2 separate regions of the Mus musculus genome follow, and region 1 is linked to region 2. Evidence: chromatin contacts called from public promoter capture Hi-C data. All regions are on one chromosome and are shown on one strand. The core of a region is the stretch at or near the end of the contact, and the rest is flanking DNA. Distances in the headings are between cores, read along the strand shown. Region 1 holds the start of Golim4 (golgi integral membrane protein 4). Region 2 overlaps Pdcd10 (programmed cell death 10).

What was found. Promoter capture Hi-C pulls out the DNA fragments that hold promoters and counts their contacts.
Region 1: a promoter capture Hi-C map of liver shows a contact between it and region 2, with 2.4 times the contacts expected there. The contact joins the promoter of Golim4 here to the enhancer-like site in region 2. A contact is called at or near these places in 9 of 39 promoter capture datasets (the C10 cell line, the HPC-7 cell line, cranial neural crest and 4 more), 1 of 484 Hi-C or Micro-C datasets (the Ba/F3 cell line) and 1 of 9 other capture datasets (adipose tissue).

What each region holds. Positions count from the first base shown.
Region 1 is chr3:75,954,931-75,958,881 of GRCm38.p6, reverse strand. It overlaps Golim4 (golgi integral membrane protein 4), which reads left to right and starts at 1,933. Exons shown (of 16, transcript NM_001291069.1): 1 at 1,933-2,770. The coding sequence starts at 2,584.
Region 2 is chr3:75,528,688-75,532,655 of GRCm38.p6, reverse strand. It overlaps Pdcd10 (programmed cell death 10), which reads left to right. Exons shown (of 8, transcript NM_019745.4): 4 at 3,729-3,846. Among named protein-coding and RNA genes, the nearest start is that of Pdcd10, 26 kb to the left of the region's middle. Within about 2 kb of position 1,350, at least 6 of the 459 cell types and tissues checked have an H3K27ac peak or open chromatin away from gene starts, as enhancers often do.

The sequences.
Region 1 (3,951 bases), core at 684-3,183, 430 kb before region 2:
ACATATTCAAGTATAGACTAAGATTATTGCTGAAAAAATTCATTTCCTTAGAGAATTTTTACAGATATCTTGCCGTTTATGGGCATATTTAGTTCTGAGGAATTCTAAAGAAATCCCACTAATGTCTCCCAATTGCTATGAGTAAAACGGAAAGAGGAAACCTTAAATGATGGTAAATCCCACAAGACTGGAGACTATGGGAGCTACACCATCACCAGGAAGCAGACTTGAGCTGCTTTAGACCATTTTCCCTTTAAATTAAGCATTCTTTCTTTTCTCCGAGACTGAGGATTGAACTCAGTGTCTACAGTGTTCTAGGTAAATGTTGCAACAGTAAGGCATCATCCCTAGCCCTCGTTTGACTTTTGATTTGAGACAAGGTCTCTCTCAATTGCCCATTCTGATCCTGGAATCCTGTTGCCTCGATCTCCCCGGTATCTCTGATTACAGGTTGTCCTACCAGGTCTGGCATAGTTTCACACTTAGGTTACATGTTTAAACGGAGTCATGATTTGTTTTCTACAGAAGGAAAAGGTAGAAAGGATAAGATTCTGATAAAATTCTCCTTTAGTGAGGAAGTATCTTTTTACAAGACCTAGAAGAGACTACAAGTATTATGGTCATATTGGCCAAATTTAGATTCTTTGTTTCCAACTCGTAAATCGAATGTCCTGGCTAAGATTCAGTGTAAGAGCATTTGGAACCAACATAATGTGATTTTTATTAGCTAAGTGCATATACCACCAGTCTCACTTATTTTTTACAGTGAGAGAAATGCCCTGGTCTGCCTGTGTGGCTCTTGTTAACCTATGATTTCAGGACTGACCTAAAAACATTCAACACAGGAACTGTCTTGAAAATGAATCTGGTTTAAGCAGATCTCCTTCGTTTAAAGCACTCATTCCCCATAATTAATTGTGATGACTAAAACACGGGCAGGATATCACAAAAAAATATGTAGAATGCAATATGCAGAATGTAAAAGTGCCACTGCACAACTGATACTTTTCAGAAATAATTTATTTCTCTTAGAATTCAGGTCAAGAGGAGAAACAAATTTATCATTTATGCATAACCTCAATTCCACACACACCCTGATTATATTGAAGAAAGAAATGCACTGTGGATTTCTTTGAAGTGGTTTGGCGTTATTATGCCTGTCTAACTTTTTGTTAAACGTAGTGGGTTTTGCTGGCCTTGAAAATGTAATTTAAAAATGTAACTGATTTTTTTTTCTGCTACCATTAAGAGAAATACACACAGCAAGATGAATGCATACTCATTTCAGCCTGTAAGATTTGTTTTTAAAATTATTCCATTTGCAGCCAGAGGAAACATGAGATCATTTCTTTCCTTCTGCCAACAAAGTGCTTTCCCCACCCCATGTAGACAGTCAAGTGAGCTTCAGGGTCCCAGCTTACTTTCTACCATTTTTGCACATAGCCTAGTGCCTCTAATGGGACAAGACTCAGTAGGCAGTCCTTGAGAGAATGTGAGAAGAACAAAGTGTTCATAAGCTGAACTCATTATGTAGGGTAAGAAATGAGCAGGGCTAAGCAGAGTGCACCCACGGTTGCTTTGCGGTTGTTGGTGTGCATATAAGCACTGTACTCTTGCTCCACGTGCATTCCAAGTGCTGGGACATACATGCACACACATGCGCAATGATCACCAAGCCTCAGGCCAGGACAAGTCCCTAGCCCTCCCAACCAGGCTCCTCCACCCCTCCGCACCCATCCAGGCTCCACGTGGGCGCACCCAGGCGCCAGGCGGCCGCGCGGCCCACGGAGCTCAGAGCCTGCCCAGAGCTGAGAGGGTAGGCGCGGCCCGGGGCGGGACGGACAAAGCTGGCGTCCAATGGAGCCCAGCATTAGCTCCCCGAAAGGAGGGAGCGGTGGCTTGCGCGGGCCCAATGAGCGGGGAGCCCGAGTGGGACTTCCTCCCGGAATCCCGTTGGCCATGATAGCGGGGCCGTGGGTGACACGTAAGTTGGGTGGGAGGTGGCGGGCGGCTGGAGCTTCCAGATCAGTGACACCAGCCCACCACCCCCCTTAACCTGACCAGACCAACCAGTCCCCATCTCTTCATCAATACCGAGGGACCGTTCAAGGGGACGCCGCCTGGAGCCAGGTCCCTTTGTTGGGCGCGCGTCCCCTACCAGTGGTAGCGACAAAGTCCAGCAGCGGGAGCCGGCGCGAGGGGCGGGGACTGACGGTGGGGACAGCGAGGCCAAAAAGTGGGGAGTAGGGAAAACCAAGCCGGCTGCGCGCGGGGACCAGTAGCAAGGGCAGCGGGCTCTGAAGTATGCAAAGAGACTCCACGCGGGCCCAGCCACTCGCGGAAATCCGACATCGCAGAAGTTTGGTGGCTGCTGGCCGGGTGGCGTCGATGACCTGGCGCCCAGCCGGCCGCGGGGGCTGAGCGGCCGCCTCTTCCTCTCTGGTCCGGCTTTTGTGTCTCGCGTCTTCTGCTCATGCCGTGTCCAGCTACTTCTCGCGGTGGCCGTTGCTGAGCTGTCCGACGCAGCCGAGGACCGAGGACACGACGGCTCCCGCCGCCGCAGCGCGGGGCACAGGAGGGACTATGGGAAACGGGATGTGCTCCCGAAAGCAGAAGCGGATCTTCCAGACGCTGCTGCTTCTCACGGTGGTCTTCGGCTTCCTCTATGGCGCGATGCTCTACTTGGAACTGCAGACGCAGCTGCGCAAAGCTGAGGCAGTGGCGCTCAAGTACCAGCAGCACCAGGACTCTCTCTCTGCCCAGTTGCAAGGTACAGTTAAGGGGAAGCGCACCGCCAACTTCTCTCTGAGCTGGTGCTGGTGCTGGAAAAGTAGCTTGGTGGATAGTTAGTTGGCTTTGCAGGTACCACTCATTGACCTTCTGGCGCATCTGAGGGAGCGGCCGCGGGGATGTTGGCTTCTGAGCGTATGTGTGGGAGATAATATCCTGATTTTCCAGCTTCCTCCCAGGAGTTATCTTTGAAATCCACAGCACCAGCGCACGGTCCTGCCTGGCGTTTGGTGGGTACATACAACACCAAGTCTTTTACCCGAAGCACTTGTCAAAGGCCCAGCTGCAATCTAGGCAAACAGCCCTTCTGCTACATCTGCCAATCCTTTCCCAAGAGGCAAGCCTTGGTTTGTAGACATAAAGAATTATGCAGACATTTTCTAACCCGTGTTCTTTTTCAAGGGGGGAAAAAAGAGACTATATACACTAGTGACTCATGAACGGAACCTGCAAGCTTGTGTTGTGATTAGTGCTCTTGTTATTACGTTTGTTCATTTAGTAGTTAACTTGAGAAATGTTGGGAGTGATGGTAAAGTCCACACCACCACTTGACTGTAGGTTATCCTACAGATATTTGCTTTTAAAAGGCTTGTCTCCCTGGAGAAACCTTTATTTAGCTGATCTGTAGAACCCTGTGTGTGCATCTTCAGGAAGGCACACGCGTGTTTTAGAGTTAGCTGTGAGAAGTCTAAAAGAAGAAACATAAAATTTCCCTTTGCCAGCCACAGACGACTCAGCTTGGGCAAGGTGTTCGCAGCTCGTAGCCTTTCATTTTAAGAATCACACTGAGTTTCCACGGTCTAGATGATTCCCGAGTGAGTGCATGGAAACACTTTGTGGTTCCATTAAGGTCATACTCGTTGTATGCATTTTTATGAATGATTTGGCCTGTCTTGCTGGTTTGTTTTCACCACTCATGAAGCTCTCTCTCTCTCCAATACAAAGCAAGTGAGAAATAAAGTCCTACCTAAATGCTGACCATCCTTGCTGTGAATGCAAATATAGCTTATTGAATCATCCTGGGCAAAAATAAGCTGAAGGGGGTATTTCTGACAGTGGGTGTGTGTACAAATATAAAACAGATCCTTTGCTTTGACCGAGCTATGCAGAGCATTTTCTAGTAAGAGACTTAAGATGGGAGAAATGATATGCAATTATTTG
Region 2 (3,968 bases), core at 101-2,600:
GTTTGCCCGCGGGTACATTTAATATTCACAGCACTGGAGTTTTAGTGCTGTTTTGCTTTATTTGTTTATCTACTACTGAGTCTTAAAGTTACACAAGTCTGACCTTGAACTTCTACCTTCAAATGACACTTTGGTCTCAGCCTTCCTCGTACTGGAAACTGTAGGCATATACTATTCTGCTTCATGTTCACAATATTTCTTAATTCAAAAAATGGTGAAAATTATTTAAGAGGAGCATGAATCTCATATTAAGTAGTGATTTATTGTTAACTATCAAAGCTAGGTAGATCTCAAGTAAAACTAATGAAAGCTATGCAGGAAAGGTGATTCTGTGTTTTTAAATTTATTTTTGAGAACCTGGAGAGAGAGCTCAAAGGTTAAAAGAACTTAATACTCTTCTAGAGAACCTAAATTCAGTTCCTGGCACCACCCCAGGAGGCTTCCAAGCTTCCCTAACTGCAGCTCTAGGGGACTCTATACCTCTAGCCTACTCGAGTACCTTCACTCACATGCACATACCTACCTGTAACCACAGAATTAAAGAAAATGAAAAGGAATTTTTAAAACTTTCTTTTTGAAAATGACAAAGAACTTTTGCCAAACTACTTTTTTATACCCATATTTCCAGTTCTTTTCTTATACAGTGGGTTTTTTTTAGTCACATCGTATATTATTTGCAGAAAAAGAGGATTAATAATTTTCCCAAAATAAATATATGTCACAATTTTTTATTAAGATATACATTCTGCTTGATTAGAAGTACATTGTCCTTCTTGTCCGCTGCAGACAGGTTGTGCTATCTCCTACATTGATAATCATTGGCTATGAAACAGCTTTTATGCTGTGGGATGTTTTTCTCTTGCATTAGAGTCTTCACAAAAGTTGAGTACCCATCAAGTTCCTGGTTGAAATCTTTCAAGTGCAGAAAGCATCTCTGATCTAAGAGCAGAATTTCAGACATATTGATTGAATTTGAGCTTTTGAAGATTTAGCCAGGACTTTAGCTAGAAGACACTAAGACAGTGGTTTTCAACCTGTAGGTTGTGACCCTTTTGAATGCCCTTCACAGGGTCACCTAAGAGTATATTGATACTACGATTCATAACAGTAGCAAAATTCCAGTTGTGAAGTAGCAACGAAAATGATTTCACGATTGGGGTCACCACAACATGAGGAACTGTATTAAAGGGTCGCAGCATTAGGAAGGCTGAGAACAACTGCACTAAGACATAATAACCAAATATTGTGCCCAGCCGCCCTGCAAACCTAGTGGACAGTGTGAAGTGTTTTAGAAAAGTGAGTATTGTGATATTTAACATCTGTTTACACTATGAACTTCTTTTGAAGTAGTTTGTGATTTCAACATACTAGATTGATCTGCATTCCTTTAAATGATGTCATATCTTTGTGGAACTACTAAAAGCAATTACCACAAAGAGAAAAAAATCAATGTGCAGAAAGAAATGAGAATTGTGCCAATCTACGTCCAGTGTTTGAGAAACTACAGTGCTCAGGAAATGCAGACATCCCATTAATACATTAATACATACATATATTAATACTAGCAGTGAGATAAAATGCTGTCCTTACTTGTGTACAAAGTTTTGGAGGTAACTGAGTTAGTAGGGTGTACCACTTTGCTAAGATATTTGTACTACCTAAACTACTTAATAAGCTTCATTTGGCTCTCTGAGCTCTGAGAACTGGCAGAGTTCAGGGCCTCGTTGAGACTTCTCATTTTCCAGTGCTGACCTTTTGCTGTGCCAAATCAAACTAGTATTAAAAACTTTGTGTGCAGACTTTGATTTAATTCTTTCAGCACTTTAACTTAATTAGCAAGCTGTTTCTTTGCAGTTATTTCCTGTAAACATCATGCCCCCAAGATAATTCATTATGTAGGTGGATTTAATGCTTCTTGGACAAGGAAGATAAACAAGTGTTATGAAATAAGCATCAAGTAAAATTGTTGGCAGTTCAGGAAACTAAGACTATAATAGAGCATTTAACCATATTTGAATCATTTTTCTTTTGAGAGTTGCCTTGGCAAAACAGAATTTAAATGCTTCATTAATCATTTATCAAAGTGATAAGCGTAGCATTACAAGTACAGTGATCCCACCATTCACTGAGGTACATGTGTTTATTTTGTGCCTTTCCCCACTTCAATTCACAACCTCCAAGGTATTCTTACTTGATACCTCATACAAACAAGAGTATTTTAAGAAAGTGATGAAACAGAAAAGAGAAAAAAAAAACAAAAAACAAAAAACCGGATCTCAGTGACATTAGAATGGAACTGCAAAGTCAGAGAGATTAATTGTGTTTGAAACTAAGGAAGCAGAGTGTCACTGAATCATGATTGGAAATTACATGATTATTGGGATAAAAGAAAAAGCATTATATAGATTTAATTGGCAGGCATCCTAAAAGAGACACACTTTCAATGTGATTTAAATTCTTTTTTTTCTAATGAAATAGGCTAAATTACTATGAAAATGTAAAATTTGCCTTTTTTAATTAATCTTGGTATGGCTAGGTTTTAATGCCTTAACATTCAAGAACCCTAAGAAATGTACATTTATTTACCATGCTCCATATTATTTATCATGCTCTGTATATAGCTTTCCAGGGTACTATATAGAGGGCCTGTGAGAAGGTTCCATGCATCAGTGCAATTATCAAATAAACCCGATGTGCAAAATCCCCTGAGCCCATGCTAAGATGGAGGGAGAGAACTGACTCCCCAGAGCTGCCTACTCACTTACACTTGCACATGTGTGCTTGCCTATGGCCAAGCAACCCATTTTACATACACACACACACACACACACACACACACACACACACAAACACATACACACACACACACAGACACACACACACCAATAACAATAAATGAAAATCAGTTTTCAATGAGTGATACTTTAAAAACTATTGAACAAAATATTTTGCTATAAACCTAAAATAGGCAATGGGAATTATTCTATAGAAAAGTAGGTAAGGGAATAAATCAATTTTATTTAAAAATGCAAAAGCTACCCTAGTGTTTTATTTTGCATTTCCTGGCACTTAATTCTAATACAGCACATCTTCCAAAAATACTTGATAGGAATTATTACTGCCCTTCCTTAAGATGAAATGTTGTATATGCTAAAAGTTCTCAGTGTAGTCATGAAAAGAGTAATATATATAATAAAGAGATTTTGTCATAGTTGTTAGGTTGATTGAAAGAGGACATACTGGAGAGGCAAAGGATGCTGGGTGCTTCTGTGAGTTTGCACATAATAAAAACTTCTGATGCATAAGCTAAACAAAGCTGATGGCGCCTTTCTTAGCACCTGGGTCAACAGTGCTTTCTTGTCCTTATAAGTGATTAAATTCAGAACAATTAAATTTTAGCTTTAAAATGTTGATCACATTTCTATGTATCAAAACTAGCGATTTTTTTTCTCAACAGAAAAAGATTAGAAATGTAAGGGTTTTTTTTTTTAACCTTTTATTGATTCTTTGTGGGTTTTGCATCATGTGTGCCAGTCTCACTCATCTATGTCATATCTGCCTTTGTCCTTAAAACCTCACCCCAAAATAAAAAACAGACAAAAAGCAAAGCATAGAAAATATGTCATTGTGGAAGCTGTAGTATGTCACAATGCTTTCCACGGTATATCCCTCTGTCAGAAGCCAGAGATCCTGAACCAGACTATACTCATCGCATGTTCTTCTTCCAGGCTGAAAAGGAAAATCCAGGCCTCACACAAGACATCATTATGAAAATATTAGAGAAAAAAAGTGTAGAAGTTAACTTCACCGAGTCCCTCCTTCGTATGGCAGCTGATGACGTAGAAGGTATCAGAAAGAAGCCTTGTGTGCAGTTCTCCGTTCTTGAGAAGCCCTTCCTCCAGACCATTCCCATTGGACCAGACAGTCCTCCCCATTCCTTCATGCTTCTAGTGCCGGCGGTGGTTGTT